3 separate regions of the Sus scrofa genome follow, and all the other regions are linked to region 2. The links are chromatin contacts, called in public Hi-C and HiChIP or PLAC-seq maps. All regions are on one chromosome and are shown on one strand. Each heading gives the region's core, a stretch centred on a gene start, on an enhancer-like site or on the middle of the called end of the contact. The rest is flanking DNA. Distances are from core to core; before and after follow the strand shown. Region 1 holds the start of SLC35E2B (solute carrier family 35 member E2B). Region 2 holds the start of LOC100525876 (ATPase family AAA domain-containing protein 3). Region 3 holds the start of LOC110261347.

The links. A called contact is a pair of places that touch in the nucleus more often than the background predicts. HiChIP or PLAC-seq counts read pairs in DNA pulled down with a chosen protein or histone mark.
Region 1: a Hi-C map of liver shows a contact between it and region 2, with 2.5 times the contacts expected there. The contact joins the promoter of SLC35E2B here to the promoter of LOC100525876 in region 2. A contact is called at or near these places in 1 of 5 promoter capture datasets (fetal liver), 5 of 47 Hi-C or Micro-C datasets (heart right ventricle, liver, mesenteric adipose tissue and 2 more) and 1 of 2 datasets of contacts at active chromatin or transcription factors (alveolar macrophages).
Region 3: a contact with region 2 is called in an H3K27ac HiChIP or PLAC-seq map of alveolar macrophages. The contact joins the promoter of LOC110261347 here to the promoter of LOC100525876 in region 2. A contact is called at or near these places in 1 of 5 promoter capture datasets (liver) and 1 of 2 datasets of contacts at active chromatin or transcription factors (alveolar macrophages).

What each region holds. Positions count from the first base shown.
Region 1 is chr6:63,840,429-63,843,869 of Sscrofa11.1, forward strand. SLC35E2B (solute carrier family 35 member E2B) reads right to left here and starts at 1,972. Exons shown (of 10, transcript XM_021097474.1): 1 at 1,122-1,972.
Region 2 is chr6:63,704,081-63,707,606 of Sscrofa11.1, forward strand. It overlaps LOC100525876 (ATPase family AAA domain-containing protein 3), which reads left to right and starts at 2,075. Exons shown (of 17, transcript XM_003127504.5): 1 at 2,075-2,272; 2 at 2,275-2,385. The coding sequence starts at 2,185.
Region 3 is chr6:63,861,088-63,864,532 of Sscrofa11.1, forward strand. It overlaps LOC110261347, which reads left to right and starts at 2,111. Exons shown (of 3, transcript XR_002345412.1): 1 at 2,111-2,307; 2 at 2,816-3,014. It overlaps NADK (NAD kinase), which reads right to left and starts at 3,050. Exons shown (of 12, transcript XM_021097484.1): 1 at 2,909-3,050; 2 at 2,661-2,716.

The DNA.
Region 1 (3,441 bases), core at 722-3,221, 140 kb after region 2:
GTTGAAAGGTTTTTGTTAAAGGACATATTAAAACACAAAAAAAACTTTAAGCCACTGAACACAAAATCTGCCTCTAAAGAGAGTTGTTTTCTTTCTTTTACAGCAGTGGTGGGTAAGCAAGGCTTCGGAACATGAACACAGGGGGAACTGCCTGGACCTCCACAGGCCTCCAAAACCGGGTACAGAAAAATCACCTGAGGACTAGAATGAAGGCATAGCTCTGGTTTCCCAAGCCAATTTGCAAATGACAGCTAGCTAGAATCAGCGCCCTGCAGGAGTCTGCCATTATACATATAATTTCCAATCTTCTATGATTTGGGGCAGAAAAATACCAACTGCAACGAATTGGAAGGCGATCGCCCCCTTTAGCTCTGGAGGGGACGGTTTATCCCACCTCGGGGGGCGCCACGGTCGACGGTAGAAAACGCAAAGACCCCGGACGCAGTGTCCCTGCCCGGCCTCTGATCCCTCCCAGCGTGCAGGGCGCCGAGCCCCCAGCCCTGCCCGAGGACGCCCAGCCCCCGCCCCTCCTGGGCCTCCACCGGACCCGGAGACCCCCAGCCCCAGCTCCGCTTCAGGAGCTGAGCGGACGCGGGGCAGGAACGCGGGGCCCGCCCCGGGGGCCTTGTGTCGAGCGAGACAGCGCCCCGCGGCCGCGCCATCCACCCTGAGAGGCGGCCTGGGGGCTTCACGTGGTGGACGCGAGGGACAGTCACCCTGCGGTTGCCGGGCCTCGGGAGGATGGACGGCCCCGGACGACTGGGCCACGCGCGGGCCGAGGCTCTGGGGTGCCCAATGGCCGCGCCCGCAAGGGGGTCCGCAGGCCGGGGGAGGGAGGAGGCCGGAGAGAGGGGCGACCCCCGGAGGCAACCCGCCCGGCCAGCTTTATTCAGGACGTCACCCACCAAGGAAGCCCGCGGCCAGACGGCGCGCGGACCACGTAGCCTCGGGACGCCGCCCCGCCGCCCCGCCGCCCCGCCGCCCCGCCGCCCCGCCGCCCCGCCGCCCCGCCGCCCCGCCGCCCCGCCGCCCCGCCGCCCCGCCGCCCCGCCGCCCCGCCGCCCCGCCGCCCCGCCGCCCCGCCGCCCCGCCGCCCCGCCCACACACAGGGCCCCGCCCACCTCCCGGCGACGGTGGCTCCGGGAGCGAACGGCAGCAGACCCGGCCCAGGTGAGGTGGGCGGGCCCCGAGCGGACCCGCGGGTCCCTCCGGGCGGCGGGGCGGGGCCGGGGGCGGGGCGAGCCGGAACGGAAGTGAGGCTGTCGACACGGAAGCCGGGATCCGGAAGTGACGTATCGGAAGCCCGCGGCCGCTCCTCGCAGTCCGGAGGGACTCGCTGCCGCTCGCTGCGAGTGTCCCGCCTTCGTCGCCGCTGCTGTGTAGCCGGGGCCGGAGACGCGCTGCTGGGCAGTTCCCCGCTCTGTACTTCCCTTGTCACCCTCCAGGCTGTACGACCGGGGCTCAGGAGGGGAAGGTGCTGCTGGGCAACAGCGCGCTCGGCATTTGCCCCCTTGGCCCCCTCGGGGCCGGACCACCGCGGCCCTGGAGAGGCGGCCAGTCCGTGGAGGCGAAGACCTACAAGCCCCTAGGGGCCGCTCTCCGGGTTTGGGTTTCAAGGGACGAAACTCCAGCCGCAACACACCTACTTTAGGGAAGGAGAGATGGGCTGAGGCGACCAGCGCAGGAGCTCTGGGAGCTGCTGGATCCCGAGGCCACGCCCCCTGGCGCTGCGGTGATTGGAGGAGCGGTGGGTAGCCCCGCCCAGGGGCGTGGCCTAGGCCCGCTTGGGTGCCAGGCTCCGCCTGGCCGGTTGCTCCTGCTGCTGGCCTAGTCTCTCTTGTCCGGTTTTCCTCCCCTGCTTACTTTTTAACTTAAGTTTTAGGAGCAAGGGTACAGCTAATGGGCTCTTCTTAACGACTGCTTTTTGGCCAAACTTTTGCATTTTTTCCATATTGTTTTAAAATTAATAAAGTTTCAGAATTCCCTGTGGCACAGCGGGTTAAGGATCCTGTGGTTGTCACTGCAGTGGCTCTGGTCACTGCTTTGGAGCGGTTTCGATCCCTAGCCTGGGAACTTCCAAATGCTGTGGGCACGCACAAAAACAAATGAATAAAATTTCTCCTTTAGGTCCTGGCCAGAGGGTCAGTTAATGGAGGGTGGTATCTGCCCATCCCTAGGCACCCACAGGCAGGGCTTTCCGTGAGATTCTTTAGAGACTGTAACTGGAGGAGCATCAGGGGAGCCCCAGGGGCTGGTCAAGGGCCTGGCCCTGAAAATGCAAAATAAAAGAAAGCATCGGAGTTCCCGTCGTGGCTCAATGGTCAACGAATCTGACTAGGAACCATGAGGTTGGGGGTTCGATCCCTGGCCCCGCTCAGTGGGTTAAGGATCTGGCATTGCCATGAGCCCTGGTGTAGGTTGCAGATGCGCCTCAGATCTGGCATTTCTGTGAACCTGGGAACCTCCATATGCCACGGATGCAGCCCTAGAAAAAGACAAAACAAAAACAAAAACAGCAAAAAAATGAAATTCATGTGTACTTACCTCTGAACATTATATGGTGCCATTTTCATCATCTCTAAATTGAGTGTGCAGGACCCTCAACAAGTTTATGGGGTGGCTTTTCCTACTTTGCACAAAACCCTGAGATGACGGGATTTTCTGAGGGGCCACACCTGTGACATTCCGAAGTTCCCAGGCCAACCCCACACCACAATGGTGACCAGCACCACAGCGGTGACAGTGCCAGGGAACTCCAACTGAGATGCTTGATGACTGCCCAGCTGTGCTGGATTGTTGATGGTCAGTGAGTTACTTGGAAACAAATAGTTTCAAAAGCAAACTTACAGAAAGTATCAAAAATTTTTTGCAGAGTTCCCGTCATGACTCAGTGGTTAACGACTCTGACTAGGAACCATGAGGTTGCAGGTTGGATCCCTGGCCTTGCTCAGTGGGTTAAAGAGCTAAGGATCCAGTGTCGCTGTGAGCTGTGCTGTAGATCGCAGACACAGCTTGGATCCTGCGTTGCTGTGGCTCTGGCGTAGGCTGTCGGCTACAGCTCCGACTCAACCCCTAGCCTGGGAAGCTCCATATGCTGTGGGTGTGGCCCTGGAAAAAGACAAAAAGACAAAAAAAAAATTTGTTTTGAGATCTTTCTTACATTTTATCTGGGACAGTGCCATTTAATAATTTTGAAATGATGTCAGAGGAGCCTGGGCCCCTCCTGTCCTGGGCTGGGCTCCCGGCACACAGGACAGTGCTCCCTGCCTCCTGGGCTTCCAGCTAGCCCTTGGGCAGCGCTGCCCAGGCCTCCAGCCACTGCCAAGGAAGCCCCTGCTCTGTGGTCACATTTCCAGAGTTTGGGTCCTGCCCCTTTCTCTTTGTCCCGCTAATGGCTGGTCACCTAAAACAACAAAACAGCCAGTTATTTTACTGTGAAAT
Region 2 (3,526 bases), core at 825-3,324:
TTCGGGTTTGATCCCTGGCTTTGCTCAGTGAGTTAAGGATCCGGCATTGCCGTGAGCTGTGGTGTAGGTCACAGATGCGGCTCAGATCTGGCATGGCTGTGGCTGTGGTGTAGGCCAGCAGCTGTAGCTCCAACTGGACCCCTAGCCTGGGAGCCTCCATATGCCGCGAGTGCGGCCCTAAAAGGAAAAAAAGATTCAATTAAATTAAAAAAACACAAAGCTTTATTTTCAAAGTTATTCCTTGTCATATAAATGTATACAAACTTTTCAAATGCTAGCCTGTGGATGGAGCGAGAGGGCCTGTGGCTTCACTTCTCTTACCCATTTCCCCAGCTTTATCCATCAAAGCCTGCCAGGGGTGTCCTTGGAGGTATGGTTTGTGGCTGGAACATTAAAAACCTTGGTGACAGCCAACAGGAGGCAGCTGGCTGGAAAAGCCCTTTGGGTTTTCTCTTCATTTGGGAAAACAAAACAAACAACATACTGCAGACAGGATTATCTTACATGTTTTCCTTTTTTTTTTTTTTTTTTTTTTTTTTTGTCTTTTTGCCATTTCTTCGGCCTCTCCCGTGGCATATGGAGGTTCCCAGGCTAGGGATCAAATTGGAGCTGTAGCCACCTGCCAGAGCCACAGCAATGTGGGATCCAAGTTGTGTGTGCCACCTACACCACAGGTCACGGCAACACCAGATCCCTAACCCACTGAGCAAGGCCAGGGATCAAACCCCAAACCTCATGGCTCTTAAACGGATTTGTTAACCCCTGAGCCATGACGGGAACTCCTTTTTTTTTTTTTTTTTTTAATGGCCACACCCAAAGCATTTGGAAGATCCTGGGCCAGGGATTGAATCTGAGTCACAGCTGTGACCTACAACGCCGGATACTTTAACCCATGGGACTGGCCATGGGATAGAATCCATGATCCCAGCCGTTGCAGTTTAATCCTTGACCACTGCAACACAGCTGGAACTCTCCCCCCCCCATTTTTTATTCAGGCTTAAAATTGTTTGTTATTTAAATCTAGTGGAGAAACTCACTGTGTATAATTTTGGGAACGCAACAAATTCCATCAGGGAAAGAATTCAGGAGCAATTTGGATTTTGGTCCAAGAAGTGAATTCTGCTAACTTTGGACACTGGGTTCCGGAGCAGCCCTGGCCTTGTCCATCCTTGTTCCTTCTCCCCCAGCGGTCTGGCCTGGACCTTGGTCCCAGAAGCTGTCATGTGGCCTTCAGAGGTTCCCAAGGAAAACGCTCAGGGATCAGTGACCAGACCCAAGACCCCTCCGCCCAGAGGAGCGCTCTTCTGGCGAGGGCGCCCTCTGTGGGGCCTTGGGGGCTCTGCCTTCGCATACTTTGGGTGGAGATCCCTGTCCGCTCCCTTGTGAGCCACTTTAAGTAAAGAAAGGATCATACAACAGCGGACCGCTGTTTTGCTGAGACGCTGGCGGCTTGGGAGGGCCCTTCATCCTCCTAGCAGGAGACTGGCCAGGGCCGCGCTTCTGCCCTTGTATCATCTCAGTGAGAGCCGAATGGATGCGTTGGCACCGCACCGCGCCAGGCTCCACTTGTCCCGCGCCGCCCGGCCTGTGGGGCAGCCCGCCCTGCGCGGGACACGCCCAGCCCGCGCTCCGCCGTCCGCAGGGTCTCTTGGCCTCCCGCTCCCCCGGCCTTCCTTCCCCGGGCAGGGACCTTTCCAACCGATCCCTCAGGCTCTTCCTCCCGCGGCCGCTTCCTCGGTCGGGACCCCGCGCATCAAGAGCGCCCGGCTCCCAGACCTGCCTCTCGGTTTCACCCGGGGCTGGAACTCCATGGGTGCCCATGGCAACGGGATCAGTGTCACGGCTACGAGGAACTGACGTATCCAAGGGCACGCACGCGCCCAGCCCTTCAATTTTGTCCCTGACCGGCCGCTGTCACCTCGCCCCGCCCCTCTGGGGACCTGCCCCCTAAGCCAGCTCTTGCAATCGCGGCCGCGACGCCGTGACGTCACTCGCCTGCGACCAATCCAAGTGCCGCGCTCGGGACGTGGCCCTCACGCGCACCCGTCGCCCGGGAGGCGGGGCCGCTGTCGCGCCTGCGCAGAGTCAGTGCCGCCGGCTCCCGGCGCGTGGGGGCTGCACTTCGCTACTCGTGTCTACTCGGCTTCGGATCCTTGAGCCTGCGGCGCCCGGTGCTCACTGGCCATGTCGTGGCTCTTCGGCATCAAGGGCCCCAAGGGCGAAGGCGCTGGGCCGCCGCTGCCGCTGCCGCCTGCGCAGCCCGGGGCGGAGGGCGGGGGGACCGCGGCGCAGGGGACCGGCCGGCGCCCAAGGACAAATGGAGCAACTTCGACCCCACGGGCCTGGAGCGCGCGGCCAAAGCGGCGCGCGAGCTGGAGCACTCGCGTGAGTGCCGCTGGGGGGCTCGGTCAGGGCGGCCCCTGGGGGGTTCGGGGGCATCTGGCCCTCGGTGGTCTGAGCCATGGAGCTCTTGTCGGGAGAGGAAATCGGCTTCCAGCGGTAAACCCAATGGAGCCACTCTGCGTGCAGGGAGGTTCGGGATCCCCTGACCCTTTGGCACCTTCCCAGCTGCCACACGTCTTTCAGGGGGGAAACCGGTGGCGAGGGGACTAAGGGTACAGGTAGCAGCTGGCGGGGCTGCACCTTCGTTTTTAGGTACCACCTATTGCTCCCTCCACGTGGAATGGCCAGAGCTGGCTGGGTTGGGGATTTTCTTGTGGTGGATGCTAGCAATTTTTTGCTGAAGAGGGGAGCGCGTTTGAGGGTAATTGGTTTTAAGGAAAATAAAGTAGATCTGCACTTACTGTTGAGAAACGTTAGCTTTCAAGTGAGGTCTGCAAAGCAGCAGATCACCGATCAGCCCTGGCCCAGCTGATGACTGACCTTCCTAACCCGGGCCCTGAGGCATCAGTGGTGATGGCACCTTCACTAAGCCCACGTGCTTTCCTCCCAGCTTCCTTCCTCTGTGGCTTTAAACCACTTGTGTCCAGATTGCAGCGTGTGCGTTTGAGAGTCTGGAACACATGCTCAGCACGCGCCAAGTAAATACTTCGCTCTCAAACCTTTAAATAGAGGTGCCTTTTTCTCAAAGGAGATCTTAGAGAGTAGTTTGTGGCAAGCAGGTATAAGCGGAGTCTTCCTGTCGAAGGAGGATGTGGCCTGGCACTCTGTGGCTCAGTCCCCGCCCTTCTGCAGGGGTCACAGAATTTCCTGGGCAAAGGTCTCCAGCCTGCCTGGCTCTCAGATCCTGGAAGGGACATTCAGAGCATTTGGATATTCGGGCCTGGGGCCCAGGGCTGCCTATTTCCTTAGGCCTGACTGGGAAACGCCCCATCCCAGACTACGTGTGTTAAGTTTGCAAGGTCATTTCAACAGTCAGGTTGGATTGAGAGATAGTGGCTGGGCTTCAGGACACCTCAGATGATGACACTTTTGTTACGGGATGTAATTTCTTAGGTTTCTGTGGGAGCTTCGCCCATTCACCCTGCCCAGAATTTCAAAGTGTTTCTCCTTTTGGAAGGTAAAT
Region 3 (3,445 bases), core at 861-3,360, 160 kb after region 2:
CCTATTTTAACTGTGTTTTTTTTTTTTGGGGGGGGGGTCTTTTTGCCTTTTCTAGGGCTGCTCCCGCGGCATATGGAAGTTCTCAGGCTAGGGGTCTAATCGGAGCTGTAGCCACTGGCCTACACCACAGCCACAGCAACTTGGGATCCGAGGCACATCTGCGACCCACACCACAGCTCACGGCAACGCCGGATCCTTAACCCACTGAGCAAGGCTAGGGATAGAACCCGAAACCTCATGGTTCCTGGTTGGATTCGTTAACCACTGAGCTATGACGGGAACGCCTTAACTATTTTAAAAGGATGAAATTTTAACTCCATCCAAGTTTCATTAAGTTCCTAACAGCACAAATCTAGTATTTAAAAACTTCTCCATCAGAGGAGTTCCCATCGTGGCGCAGTGGAAAGGAATCCGACGAGGAAACATGAGGTTGTGGATTTGATCCCTGGCCTCACTCAGTGGGTTAAGGATTCGGTGTTACCATAGGTCGAAGACATGGCTCGGCTCTGGCATTGCTGTGGCTGTGGTGAAGGCCAGCAGCTGCAGCTCGGATTGGGCCCCTCGCCTGGGAACCTCCATATGCTGTGGGTGCAGCCCTAAAAAGCAAAGTGCTGGCAAGGACTTGATCAAACTGGGCAGTCACCCAGGGGGTCTGAACCCAGAAAGGCCTTTTGGAAAGCTCGGCACAAAAGGTGACCGAAGAGCCAGCCTACGGGGGCCACACAAAGGAGCAAAATAAGAGACCTGGGGCGGGTGGACAGGGGTGGCTGCTTAGCTCGGAAGGAAGCGGGTACCATGCCACCTGCGGCAGAGCTTCGCATCCCTCCAGGCCGCCCTCACCCAGCTTCTCTCCAACTGTCTGAACACCTATCTGCCTGTACCCGGGCCGGGAAACTGCGGGTCTGGGAGACACAGCAGAGCGTGAGCCAGAGAAAGGAATCCCGGAGTCACCCCCGACCCCCTTGAGGGCCAGTGCCGGTCAGCAGGGGAGGGCAAGCCTTCAGGGAGACCCTGCAGGCAGAAGAGCGCCCCCCAACCCCGCCAATGCCCCCTCCGACGCTGGAACATCCGCGTCCAGAGAGAAGCCCCGACTTGAGGCCAAGAAGGTGCGAGGGCACCAACCCGCGGGAAGAACCACCTGCCTCTTGATTCTGCAGCTTAAACAGACCTTCGCGGGGTTCCCGTCTTTCTTACTGGGGCACCGCTTGCTCCTGGCACCTCCCCGAAAACCCTCGAGGCGGTGAGCGAGTTAAGCACCGGGACCAAGCCCACTCACAAGTTCAGCGGAGACCAGAGCACCGGGGCCTCTTCTGGGGAGCTCGTGTCCGTGCCGCCCGGAGCTGCCCGCCCCCATGTCCCTGCCCTCAAGTCCCTGCGGCAAGAGCAGAGGTCACGGCCGGGAGGCTCGGGGGGGGAGGCCGGAGTGGGGCGCACCCAGCAGGGCGAGGCGCTCCCGCACGTGGACCGCGGCGCGCCGGACAGGAAGGCAAAGGGAACAGGGTCTCAGCCAGGACCCAGCGGGCCAGCCGCCGGGTCGTCGGGGAGGCGCTGGGCAGCGAGCTCAGACGCGCCTTCCCAGGAGTCATACCGCGACGTGACCCCCTAAGTGACCGCCTCGCCTGAGGACCGGACCCTCCAAGCTGTCCCCACAGCGCGGACTCCGTCCGGCCGCCCCGACACCTGCGCCGAGCCTGAGGCAGGGGCGGCCGGCCAGCGCCTCCCAGCTCCACACCCGTGCGGTGGGCAGGGACGCCTTGGCCCTGCGACCCCAGCACCCGCTCCCATGACCCTGGGCGGCGGGCTGGGCCGAGGGGACGCGCGCTCACCGTTCGCTTCCCCGGGCGCCTGCGGGGCCGTCGTCTCGCTGGGACGCGCCCGCGGGTTCCGCAGCCCCGCCGCCGCTCGCCGTCGCTAGCCGGCTCCCGGCGCCGCGGCCGACTCCCGCCCCATGGCCGCCCCCCGCCCCACGGCCGCCCGGCCCGCGGCGCCGGCCCGCGGAGTAGCGATGCCGCCGCGCCGCCAGTGCGCACGCGCGCCCCGGCTGACCCCCGCGCGGACCCGCGCGCCTGCGTAGGAGACCGCCCCGCCCCCCGCGTCTACGCACGCGCCCCGCCCCGCCCCGCGCGCGCCGCGGCCGCCCGCACGGGCGTCCGCCCGGGCCTGGGGGCGGGACCCCGGCTGCCAACACCTCCGCAGCAGCCCCGGGAGGACCCTGGTGCCCACTCCCCGCGCCGCGTCGGAAGCGCGTTCTCGGGCCTCATGCCCCGCCCCCCATTCGGCCCCCCGCTTCTCTGCCCCGCGGGCCTGGTGAGCTGACTGCAGGCCCCGCGAGTGGCGACACCACCCGCCACAGACCCTGTAACTGCCAGGGCGTGGCTCTGCTTAACAGGAGTGTGTTTTGGGAAGCAGAAGTCGGTATGCGCAGCAGCAACAGAGCTGTGCCCCTGGGCCGCCCGCGCTTGCCCACCCTGAGCGGCTTGGCGGGTCCCTGCACACCTAGACCTGGGCCTGGGGTCTCAAGGGACCTGCTGACACTGTTCTCCCTAACCCGCGAGCCCCGTACTGGAGGACCTAGAGAGGAGGGGGACCAAGGTGACGTTGCACACCCCTCGCCCCCAAGCCCTTTCCCCCAAGGCTCGCCAAACTGACTGGTTACCCACCACCTGGGTGCCGGACGTCAGGGATCCCAGCTGTGTGCCTCTCTCCGGGGACGTGTCTGGGAACAAGCAGATGCAGGGTCACTGTAGATGAGGCTGGCCAGGCACCAGGCTTTGTAATCGCCTGGCTCTCAGGGCCTGCCGTTATTCCTTCCTAGAGCCCTGCTCCCGGGACAAGAAGCACCTGACCGAGGCCATGTGTGGACTAGAGTCCTCTGAGCAGCCTGGCTTCTACCTTCCCGCCCCCATACCTGAGGGCGAGTCTTCTCTAGCCAGGACTCCTGGGCCTGTGTCTGGAGACCTGGAACACACCTCTCACTGCTGTCCTAGGACCCCTGGTCAGTGGGGTCACCGAGGGTGAGTGGAGAGGGAGGCAGATGGCGGGAACTGGAGGGGGTTTCTCAAGTTCTGTAACTTCCCCATCGGGCTCTTTTGTAAACTCAACCACTTCCCCAAAGTGACCATTAGCCACACCCTGAGAAAAGCAAAGCCTTTTGAGCTGTGGGTTGGAGTATGATTGTCAACAATACTAATGCTAGGCTAGGCCTCCTGGGAACCTTCTAGAGCAGGGGGGGCACTTTGCACAGAAGGCTGCAAGGCAGGAGTTCCAGCCTTGTCGCCAGCCACGGCACACAGCAGGCATGCATCCTGTGTACCCCTCCCTAAAGGGAGCTTGTACAGGTGCGTCTTACTCGTCTTACTCACGGAAATGTGCCGCCTGGGCCTTGGCCATAGGCTTCAGGCCACAGTGCTTCCCCATTTCAGAAGTAAGAAAACAGGGGCTGCGT